2 separate regions of the Mus musculus genome follow, and region 1 is linked to region 2. The links are chromatin contacts, called in public Hi-C maps. All regions are on one chromosome and are shown on one strand. Each heading gives the region's core, a stretch centred on a gene start, on an enhancer-like site or on the middle of the called end of the contact. The rest is flanking DNA. Distances are from core to core; before and after follow the strand shown. Region 1 has its middle 23 kb from the start of Nemp2. Region 2 overlaps Gm31955 (a long non-coding RNA gene).

What was found. A called contact is a pair of places that touch in the nucleus more often than the background predicts.
Region 1: a contact with region 2 is called in a Hi-C map of the HPC-7 cell line, with 1.9 times the contacts expected there. The contact joins two enhancer-like sites. A contact is called at or near these places in 1 of 15 datasets of contacts at CTCF or cohesin (the NIH/3T3 cell line), 3 of 484 Hi-C or Micro-C datasets (the HPC-7 cell line, bone marrow-derived macrophages and myeloid progenitors) and 1 of 115 datasets of contacts at active chromatin or transcription factors (astrocytes).

Annotation. Positions count from the first base shown.
Region 1 is chr1:52,606,566-52,609,265 of GRCm38.p6, reverse strand. It overlaps a transcript of Nemp2 not described here. Among named protein-coding and RNA genes, the nearest start is that of Nemp2, 23 kb to the left of the region's middle. Within about 2 kb of position 1,390, at least 14 of the 459 cell types and tissues checked have an H3K27ac peak or open chromatin away from gene starts, as enhancers often do. A contact at or near this core is called in the HPC-7 cell line, where this site is marked.
Region 2 is chr1:52,330,157-52,332,856 of GRCm38.p6, reverse strand. The region is part of intron 1 of Gm31955 (a long non-coding RNA gene); the gene reads right to left. Among named protein-coding and RNA genes, the nearest start is that of Gm31955, 26 kb to the right of the region's middle. Within about 2 kb of position 1,251, at least 68 of the 459 cell types and tissues checked have an H3K27ac peak or open chromatin away from gene starts, as enhancers often do. A contact at or near this core is called in the HPC-7 cell line, where this site is marked.

The sequences.
Region 1 (2,700 bases), core at 141-2,640, 280 kb before region 2:
ACTGCAGATATAGAACCAACAACAAACTAAAGTAACAATCCTACTGAAGGCCAGTTCCAAAGGCCCAGTGAGTTTGCTAGGGGTATTGGCAAGTCCAGCATGGGTGAGAGCTCACAAAAGCTGAAACCCTGGTGCTCACTGTACAATTTACAAGCAGCTCAAATGGTCAAAATGTCTCTTCCTCGTAGCTCAGCTGATTTGAGATTCCTCCAGGCAGTCCCCTGACCTCAGTCCTCTCAGATGTGCTTACTATATCCTTGATAAGGGAGTGGCCTTGTGTATCTGGTCACTTTTAGGGACTTCCTGACACTATTCAGTTGTTTGCTCATTGAGTCTTAGCGAATCTCTTGTAGGCTCATATTTTTCAAAACCTACTTTAATAAGGGTTCCCAAATGCTTTAACCCTCCTTCTAGTTCACCATTCAATGGTAGGGGTGGAAAGATGGTAAATAGGACAGGGGGATGTGGATCTCTTTAGATGTAGTTTTTTGGTGCAAGGTCAATCTCCGTTGTCAGGAACAGTCCAGTTAAAACAGTGTCACCAAACATGAATCAGCAGTGGCAGCACGATCCAGCAGAAATAGCCAGACCTGTGCCAAATTCATATGAATCAGTGGGAGCTAACAGAACCAGTAGGAGTACCAGGAGATGTTCTCTGCCGTGACTCTTTCAACAAAGTGAAGACCAGCAAAGAGGCCAGACTAAAGAAGTGTTGCATGGCTAGCTATGCAAGCACCTGTCACTCGATGTTGAGTCCACTTATACTTTCTCCAAACATCACGGGTCCTCTCCCAGGTGTGCTTCAGTAAAACATCACATGAATCTGGATCATATGACACAGCCAGAAGTGTATTCCACTTCAGCCTTCCTTTAGAATATCCTGCACCTTCCACCTTTGGAGAACTGCTGTACAGGATGCAGCTCTACTTTTTATTAGTAATTCATTACTCTGGTGTGTTTAAATTTTAAGATTTGGAATTTTAAAATGTCTTGTTTCTCATTGCTCTAGGACCATCTAAATAGATTTGAAGTCATCTTTCCCAAGTAGACTCTATTTGTATAAATAGAAATGGTGATTTGCTATTAACTTCCTAAACTCTGATGGGCTTATGCCTCTCCAACAGGAGTTGCAGAATATATTCTCAATGTTATGAAATCCTCCAAACACATGTAACAAAATCAGTCCTGACAAGCTGGAGGCCTGTGATCACAGCAACTAGGAAATAAAGTGAAAGGAGCCTAGTTCAGGGTCTGCCCGAGATACAAATGAGTTCAAGCCCAGCCTGAGAAAATGAGCAAAAGCAGATATCAAGATAAAAAGGAAAGAGAGGGCTGAAGTTGTAGTGACAGAGCACTTAGAAAGTGTGAGACTCTAGACTGAAACCACAATGCCAGCAGAAAGGAAGCAAACAAACTAGGCTTAACTGGTGGTGTTCCTCCAGTAGAGTTCTGGTAGATTAAAGAGAGAAAATTCTGTTTCCTAGAATCAGTTCAAAGAACAAAACAAAACAATAAAAGTTAAGTAAGTGTTCAGCCAGTGTTTTGCTTAGATATTGGTGTGAAACAGTTTATAAGATGAATCTTAAAATAATAATCTTGCAGTGTAAAACGGGGCTTGCTTACATTGTTTGCACACACAGTAGCTTATTTACTTCTTAAAATAATCCTCTTAGTGTGTGGAGGTGTACCATTCTTTAGAAAAAGAAATTGAGCCTGGAGACCCTAAGGATCTTAAGATTATTCAGGAGAAAAAGTTATTGCACCCTCTCCTTCTCCCTCTCCTTGACCCCCACCTTTTCTGACACAGCCCTGGTGACATCTTGGTGAGGCATTGGAGAAGCAGAAAACTACCTCTCTAGTCCCCTCAGTCATACATTTCCTAGAGCCCTGTAGAAGGACTCATGCAACAGAAAGTTTGAGCTCTCTGGCTTGCTAAGAGTTTTCCTAGCACCTTAAACTTTTATGCAATGGTCACACTTGAACATGAGGTTTTGACTCTGTGTCCTATGGTGGGTTTGTTGTTGTTTGGTTTGTTTGTTTGTTTGTTTGTTTGGTCACTTCATCAGGAAGTTTTGTGGAGCCTGAGCTACTCTAGGGGCACAACACTGACTGTCTTAGTTAAGGTTTTACTGCTGTGATCAGACACCATAACCAAGGCAACTCTTAGACAACATTTGATTAAGGCTGGCTTACAGGTTCAGAAGTTCAGTCTGTTATCATCAAGGTGGGAACATGGTGGTGTCCACACAGGCATGGTGCAGGAGATGCTGAGAGTTTAACCTCTTTATCTGAAGGCTGCTAGGAGAAGAACGGCTTGGAGGCAACTAGGATGAGGGTTTTAAAGTCCACACTCACAATGATACACTTCCTCCAAGGCCACACCTTCAAATAGTGCCACTCCCAGGGTTAGGCATACTCAAACTACCACATTCCACTCCATGGTCCCCATAGGTTTGTTCAAACATATGAGTCTATTGGGGGCCATACCTAAACATAACATAATGCAAAATACACTTAATCCAACTTCCAAAGTTCCCATAGCAGTCTCAACAATGTTAAAATTCCAAAGTTCAAAGTTCTCTTTTGAGATTCATCCAATCACTTAACTATAATTCCCAAAGCAAGACAGGAAGCCAGCGGGGCAAACGCCAAACTCTGCATCTCCATGTCTTATGTCAAAGTGGTCTTCAGATTTCTACT
Region 2 (2,700 bases), core at 2-2,501:
TCCATGCTTCTCAATGAAGCCCCACAGTTGCCTGTGTGTATCAAAGCCTTGGCACGAGGGTGAGCAGGTATAGTACCTGTCTTGGGCAGGGGAGAAGACACTGATTTCCCAGTGCCCCGCCCCACCAAGAGGCAATATCTGAGCCTCTTTAAGAGGCAAGAGAGGTTCTGGAGACTACACAATATTATGACATTTCCTCCATATTCTTATGCCTTAAAAGAAAAAGGGACCTTTTTAAGCCAACAGGGAGCCGAGTGGAAATGGGATAAAAATTATGGGAATAAGTGGGGGAATATCGTTTCTGACATTAGGCTTTGAGTAAAGCAGCTGAGGCCAGGTGAGTGCACTAGTTCCCACAGCAGGAGCATCTTCTTAGTGTGTCCTGGGCCATTTTTTGACAACCTTTCTGAGACACACTGAAAGGACTGGTCCTTCTTTCTATCCTTTCTGATACAGAGCCACTCTGTAAATATGAATTCCTGAGTGTTTGTGACTAGTCTGAAGATGATTTTTGAAAGAACAACAAGCAAATGATTAGTGAATCAGGCTGCTCCCGCCGCGCCCACCTCTTCTGCTTCTGATATAATTACAGTGAGTCTGGGTTACGCGTATGTGAACATCTTCTGCTGTTGATTGTCAGGCAATCAAAGAGCATTCCTCGCCCCCACTCAGACCCGTAATTTAGAAGCTTCTTTGCAGTGACACTCGATGCAGCTTAATTATAATGTTCTTCCCTCCAAAAGCTATTTAAAGGATCTGGAAGCCGTGCGTTTCAGTCCTATCGTTATGAACAACTGAGAAATCCGTGTGTGGCTGATACTCCCTTGAAATTTGATAACTTGCACATGACTTTTAACAGCACTGCTATGTACTGTATGGGATGAGTATTATTTTTAAATAAGCATTTCTTTCAATGAAAGCATGTTCCAGTGTAGCTTTACAGTTTCAAAGTTGTCCTCTCCCATACATACCTTCAGAAAGAAAGCCAGTCAGATTTCACAGCCATGTACGGTCTGTTTTCAGAACTTTTTTTTTTTTTAAATGGAATTCTCAAACCCAAATGGGTAGGTGTTTGAATTCAGTGCTGAAATAAAGAAATGCTTTTTCTGGATACATTCTCTTCTTTGCTGGCAGTGACTGGTACCAACTTGCTCTTAATTATCTCCATTCAATGCTAGTCATAACCGCCTGCCTACTCCACACTCAGACAGCCCTGCCCACAGGCTCCTCCCAGCCCCCTCAGGCTGAGTCATCTGCCTCTGTTCTCTCGTCCCCTCCAGTCTCCCCACTACTGTCCCCTCCCCGCTGTATTTCCCTGTTTTACTTCCTTGCCCTTTTCAGAGGGACACTCTCAAACTGCCAAAGCTTCTTTTTCTGTTCTCAGTATTGTGCGTGCTTGAAAATCTGGAAAAAAAAAACCAAAACACAATTCTCGGGAAATGTTCTTCCAGCTTGTGCTTCAAACTCACTGGCACCCATATTTATTAAACTTGTGTTTTAAGAAGAGTCAACTTTGCCCAGATAGAGTTGTCTCTTGTGAGACTATGCCAGGGCGTAGCAAACACAGAAGTGGATGCTCACAGTCAACTATTGGATGGATCACAGGGCCCCCAATGGAGGAGCTAGAGAAAGTACCCAAGGAGCTAAAGGGATCTGCAACCCTATAGGTGGAACAACATTATGAACTAACCAGTACCCCGGAGCTCGTGTCTCTAGCTGCATATGTATCAAAAGATGGCCTAATAAGCCATCACTGGAAAGAGAGGCCCATTGGACTTGCAAACTTTATATGCCCCAGTACAGGGGAACGCCAGGGCCAAAAAGGGGGAGTGGGTGGGTAGGGGAGTGGGGGGGAGTGTATGGGGGACTTTTGGGTTAGCATTGGAAATGTAAATGAGGAAAATACCTAATTAAAAAAAATGGACCACCAAAAAAAAAAAAAGAAGAAGAAGAAGAGTCAACTTTGAGAAACTGGAAATTCTTCATGTTCACTCAAACATGCAAATATGAAAAGGTGTTATTAGGGAGCTCCCATGCAGGTAATGAAGAGCAGGCCCAGGTCGTGCCTGGCAGCACCCAGATTACAGCAACCCGCCCCCTGCTTTCATAACTGGCTTTGAAATGTTGGAGCTAAATCCGGATTAGCCTCCAGACACTGCTTCCTTAGGCCTAAGGCTGACCGAAGGCTCCTGGACCATGTAGAAGGCTAGAAGCTCCGAACCCTGGAAACCCGTGCCTATCCTTGCTCAGCTCAACCTACAGCACAGGCATGAAGACTCTTGCCACATTCTCTGTGCTTCCTTGCTTTATCTAGCATCTTTAGAAAGCATCTGTGAAGGTCAATTTCTTCCTGTGTTCAGGGCAAATCAGTCCTCACTAGGTTCTGTGCAGTAGAGATTAGCTGTCACAACGGTACTCAGTGAGCAGCTCCAGTTATCCCTGCCTTGACACTGCACAGGCCAAGGAGTCGTTCCTCTACAATCCCATCAGAGGGGGTTTCTTGGAGAAGTGGAACCTCTCCTTTCCCTTTTATCATTTGGTTAAGCCTCATAACAATACCCACAGAAAGGCATCATTTTCTCCATCTGACAAATAGGGAAACTGAGGTTCAGAAAAGGCATCACAAACTTAAAGTCAAATCATGGAAACTGAGGCTTCCACTCACCTAGCACCAAACACTGACCAAGCCTTTAGCTGCCT